Linked DNA regions of Anas platyrhynchos: region 2 is linked to region 1. Evidence: chromatin contacts called from public Hi-C data. All regions are on one chromosome and are shown on one strand. The core of a region is the stretch at or near the end of the contact, and the rest is flanking DNA. Distances in the headings are between cores, read along the strand shown.

What was found. Hi-C and Micro-C count contacts between places; a contact is called where the count stands out from the background.
Region 2: a contact with region 1 is called in a Hi-C map of skeletal muscle, with 2.2 times the contacts expected there. The contact joins the enhancer-like site here to the promoter of ANKRD60 in region 1. A contact is called at or near these places in 2 of 8 Hi-C or Micro-C datasets (liver and skeletal muscle).

The regions. Positions count from the first base shown.
Region 1 is chr21:13,236,832-13,239,531 of IASCAAS_PekinDuck_T2T, reverse strand. ANKRD60 (ankyrin repeat domain 60) reads left to right here and starts at 1,316. Exons shown (of 5, transcript XM_072026311.1): 1 at 1,316-2,643. The coding sequence starts at 2,463. LOC101805171 (serine/threonine-protein phosphatase 4 regulatory subunit 1) reads left to right here. Exons shown (of 19, transcript XM_027473094.3): 19 at 1-1,175.
Region 2 is chr21:13,307,049-13,309,748 of IASCAAS_PekinDuck_T2T, reverse strand. The region is part of intron 2 of VAPB (VAMP associated protein B and C); the gene reads right to left. Among named protein-coding and RNA genes, the nearest start is that of VAPB, 20 kb to the right of the region's middle. Within about 2 kb of position 1,333, at least 4 of the 8 cell types and tissues checked have an H3K27ac peak or open chromatin away from gene starts, as enhancers often do.

The DNA.
Region 1 (2,700 bases), core at 67-2,566:
AAGTTAATTTTTTCTAGTTCTAATATCTTTTTCTAATGCTGGCATTACACTAGTATTTTCTAACAGTTCCAATTTTCTAAAGCTTTTTTGACAAGGTTTTACTTCTGTTTTTCTATTATCAGTTCATTAAATTTCTCAGCACTGATCAAATTTTTTAAGTGTGTGTGTGTATATGTAAGTATGTTTGAAATGTATATATACTAGATACTTTGAACATTAACCCAACCCAGGTTTCTGTTTGTCAGATAATCTTTTAATAATTACCTTTTCTTGCAATAATCCACTGGAAAACACAAGCTTTTGTATGATTTAGTGTGTTTGGTTAGTGTTCGTTAAGGATTTTTTGATTAGAATATTTGTAAACAATAAGCCACCAGCTATAGAAGTTCACTAAAAGGCTAAACAAAGTTGCTTGTTTTTAACAACATTTGGTACCTCTCTAGCTCCAGAAATCAAAATCATGTCTATTCCAGATGATAAGATTTCAGTAGAGCATTTAAAACCTTTTTCAGCTCTACAGTTGCATGCACTAATGGAGGGCACCATAGTTTCGGGGTATGTCGTTTGTTGTTTTTTTTTTTTTTGTAGGCAATGTGCAGGTCTGTTAAAACAGGTTTACCCTTTACAAGGTTTGCCTTTTTGTTTTAATTTTATACTAGAAGTGGTTTCAGCATGACTAAAGACCGCACTTTACGTCTTGTAATAGACAAACGTATGCAATGATGAGTAAAGCTGTGTGTTAACATACAATTCTCTGGGTTGTTTAAATTATGCAAAAATATGTATTTTAAAAGCCAGATGGAGCAAAGTTAGGTAGCTGATCCACTCTCACAAAAGCAGTAAGAATATCACTTCAAAGCATTTCTAGCTAAGGAACATGAGAATAACGTTAGTGGGTGCAATATTGCTTGAATGCTATAGGGAATTATCAAGCACTTGTAATCCAAAGCATGTTAGTCATGTTACTTAGAACTTGAATTCACTGGTAACTTATGTATGATGTACACTTGGCATCTGTGAGGATGCTGCCCTAGTGGCAGTTGTGACTGTACACAGTGTTGTTTAGAACCCAATTAAATGAGGACACTCTGGAAGTGTCATTCATTTGTCAGAATAGAGAATCTATGTAACTTTGTATTTATCTCAATAAATTCTGTGACTGTTTTATAAATCAATGTGTAGTAACTGGCTTTTGTTACAAGTGGGGTGTGAATGTATTCTTTTGGTTAGTGAAACTTCTCCCTAGCAAAATTAACTGCTTTCCTACACCAGGGTTGAGCGTGGAATTCATCATGCTGATGATGTGAGGGGGAGACTGGATGAGGGAATGAGTAATCAACACCTGGCTGGTTGTTTTTTCCTCTCATATCGGAGTCTTCTGTTTCTTCTGCTGCTGCAGTTGTCCTTTTGTTCCTTTCAGACATTGACTGGCTGCTCCACCCTGTGCTCTACAACTTCTGCCAAGTGCTGCAAAAGAATAATGACCTTCCTTTCTTTTTCTTTGCATGATGCAAAAGTGGGGGGAATAAACAGCCCCTCTCCCCCACCTCCTAGTAAAGCCTACCCACACACTTTGAGGTAGGACACAAGACCCTGGTGAATAAACTGGAAACACAAATGGAACAGCCATGTGCTCTTTTTATGACACATCAAACTAAACACGTTTATCGTGACCTAAACCTGAACAAAGAAAACAGGAACATAAAATATGGACAGCTTGGGTATTTACTGGAGTTACTGTCTTGTTTGTCTACTGCTTTCCTTTCAAGTGCCTGAAAGGGACCTGCAAGGTATGGCTACCTGAAAGGAGGCTGCAGCAAGGTGGGTTTTGGTCTCTTGTCTCATGTGACAAGCGGTAGGATGCAAGGAAACAGCCTCAAGATGCAGCAGGGAAGGTCAAATTAAATGTCAGAAAGAATTTATTCATTGAAAGCGTGGCCAGGTATTGGAATGGGCTGCCCAGGGAGGTGGTGGGGTCACCATTCCTAGAGGTATTTAAGAGATGCATGGATGTGACACCTGGGGACACGGTTTAGTGGTGGACTTGTAGTGGTAGGTGATGGTTGGATTTGATCATCTTGCGGTTCTGTTCTAACCTAAATGATTCTGTGATTCTAAGTAAGCTTGTGTCATCCCAGTGAAAATCAAGAAGTGGTCAAGAACAAAGAAATCCTCTGTAATCATCCTGGTGCGTTACTTTGTCATGTTCCCGGCTGTGTTCATACAGGCTCTTCCATCACACAGGCAGGTTGTTCTTCTGTGATGTCACTTGGTGCTGCTTGGATACTGTACTGTGCTAATGGTGTACAGGGGTCTACCCTCAATGGCATGGAGGGTTCTGATGATAAGGGGAATGTCCAGGGAAGGGAGGGATCACGACTGGATGTAGACTCTGTCCTTGTAACGACAGCAAGCTTTTTGTAAGAGGGAAGTCTTATAAACTTCTAGTCACAAACAACTTGATGACCATGTCTTCCTTGCCTCCAAGGACTTTCGGTGTCCGCCTTTGTCTGGCAGAAACTAATGAAATGTTTTCCCTGCCTCAGTGCCAGAATGACTTGACTCTGAAGAAGCTTAAGTCCCATTTAGAATTACTGACTGGGATCCCCCTTCATTTCCAGCGGCTTCAATACCTGGATGAAAGTGAGAACGCGTAACCTTTGGGGTTTGTGGAGGTTTTTCATTGTGTCTCTACCTGCT
Region 2 (2,700 bases), core at 84-2,583, 70 kb before region 1:
AAAGCATTCAACATTTATTCACGTACTATTGGGGGTTTCTGTGAAAGGGTGCTTCCATGGATCTGCCCTAGTTGCCAGAGAAGTGGCTACGGTGAGTGCAGCTCCTTTGCTTTGCCTGGAAATTCCATACCTTGCACGAGAACTACCTGAAAAGGGCACATTCCTACAAAATACCTTATAAAATCAGCCTTATCTGGTCAGAAGTTTCTGACCAGCTGTCATCAGAAGCCAGTGACCCAACAAAATGACTAACAGGAGGTTCAAGTACGCTGGTACCAGCATCCATCAGGACGTGGCTGGGATATGCATCCCTCTGCCCACACTGATGGCCCTACAGCATCCCATCACAAGCAAAACCTGCAAAGCCATTGGGAGACCAATGGAATAAGAAATAACATCAGTTGTACTTGCTAGCCCAGTTGCCTTTTCCAAAATTCAAAGGACCAAGCTGACGTACATCCCGTTCTGAAATGTTTCCACATAACGGCCACCAGTTTGCTCCCAGGCTCCTGTTACACGCCTTCATTTGTTACACGAGGATCCACAGATAGCAAAGCAGAGCTAAAATGCTCCTTTTTCCCCAGTGCAGTTTAATGGCAAAGCTAATATCAGTATCAAGGGCAGAGGAAATTTGAAGCAAGGAAGGAAGATGGAAGGCCACACTCTGCTCTAAAAGCCTGCCAGGATCTACCCCTCCCTTCGAAGAGCAGAAGGAACAGAAAAGTCTCCCTGCTCAGATCGTCAGCAACCTTCCCCTGCTTTCCATCTCAATTTATTAATGGCTGTTTACGTGGTCTTGGACCAGCGCTGCCCTTGTGCTTAAATATCACAGAAGGGGAAGAGCCCTTTACTTCCAGTGCATTCCAAGGCATCAATCACAGCAGCTCCTGGCCTCCTGGTGAACCAACAGGCCAGACTGCCAGTCCTCTCTGGGTCAGGCTCCCCATTCATTCTCTGCACCTGCTCTGCCTCAAATTCCTCTCTGTCAGTTACTCTATGTATACAAACACAACATTTTATTAGTGCCTTGGACAATAGCATTTATGCTCTCTCTTCCATTACCAAGACTGATTGTACATACTACATTTGCCCTACTCACAGTTGTGTTATGTTATGTTAGTTGTTATGTTAACAATTTGGTCACCCTATGATTAGTCACAACATCCCCATAACCCTCCCATTTTGTTCAACGAGCTTGTAATTACAGCAGAAGTATTTTATTCTCCAAGTACATGATTTTGCAGTTTTTGCAATGAGGCTCATCCTGGTTCTCTTACTGAAGCTTTCAAGGACGCCTAGTTCTAGCTGCATATCTTCAGCCTCCCAACTTTACGTCATCATCAGGGTTTTTAGTGTACTCTTTGTGCCAGAATTGCTTACAAAAGCATGAAGCAAGCTTAATACCAAACATCATTCTCGAGAAACATCACTGGTCACTTCCTCCTGGTGCAGTTCAGAAGCTATCCATCCACTGCAGCACTGCTTACTCTTCAGCAGCCCACTCAGTAGTCTGTGAGTCTATTTGTGGCTTTTCTACCTTTATTAATGGTTTTCCTATACGACATGGGATTAAATTCTTTATGGTCTGGCTAGATCAGAACTACCACGCCTCACCTTCACACAAACAACCCACGCTGCTACAGGGATGAGCCTCAAGGTCACGGTGCCGGAGGTGAACGAAGGACACCCGCATCAACAAACAGGCAGAAGCCACTGCATCCCTTTGTTTGTTCCATGTTTGCATAGCTCTTTCTGTAAATATTGCAGTAACACTGAAAACTGTTGACTCCTGCAGATCAAGATAGACTCTCCTAAAGCAAGCAGACAAAATCAGCCCCTGACTCAGGGACCACCACGTAGCCTTGGGGGGTGCAGGGAATGGCAGGGGCTGATGTCTTAGCGGAAGAGGCAGACCCTGTGACCAGCACAGTCCTGAAGGAAAACACAAACTGCCTTTTCCAACTCAGGCAAGCTCACAAAAGACTAAAAATCCCCCCAAGGATGCCCTCAGCCTCCCCCAGTTTCCAGGGAGCATGTTCATTCTGCACTGTGCAGCAGGATGCTGCACGCACACGGCACCATCTGTACTTCATCTCTCCCGTTATACACCTAGCTGCAGACTCATCAGCAGCTGCTTGTATTTTCTCACTTTTTCCCTTGTAATCTATTCATGCCTTTTATTTAGATTCCAGCCTCTTGGGAGCTGCAAAATCAGATATCTTTGTTCAAGTAAGGCATGTTTAACAAAAAACAGAATGTGTGCAAATCCCCTTCTCCAAGTGCTTCAGACCAAATGCAATCAAAGAGGGTGACAGCACATACGCACACTTCCCGACAGTTACATAAACTCAGCTGTTAAAATTACATGCCATTATATAACAGGTGAAAACAGGGACTACAAACCTGACATCGCAGCGAGCAGCGCATGCTGACAGAGCCTTAAATGCTGGCATTTAGGAAAAGCTGTGCTATGGCATAAGCAGCCAAAATCTGACACTCCACTAGAATAAGGAAAGCTTTGCTTTTCTAGCGTTTTTGTGTGTTAAGTGAGCCAACATACTAGCAAGAAATAACGTTCAGATAGCTGCCTGCCTAAGGACAGAACACCTTCTTGTGAGCTTATATCAAAATAGGATCCACCTGTGGGACTGTATGGAAAACAGGCAGCCAGTTGCTACAGTGCAAGGGAGACAGAGGCTG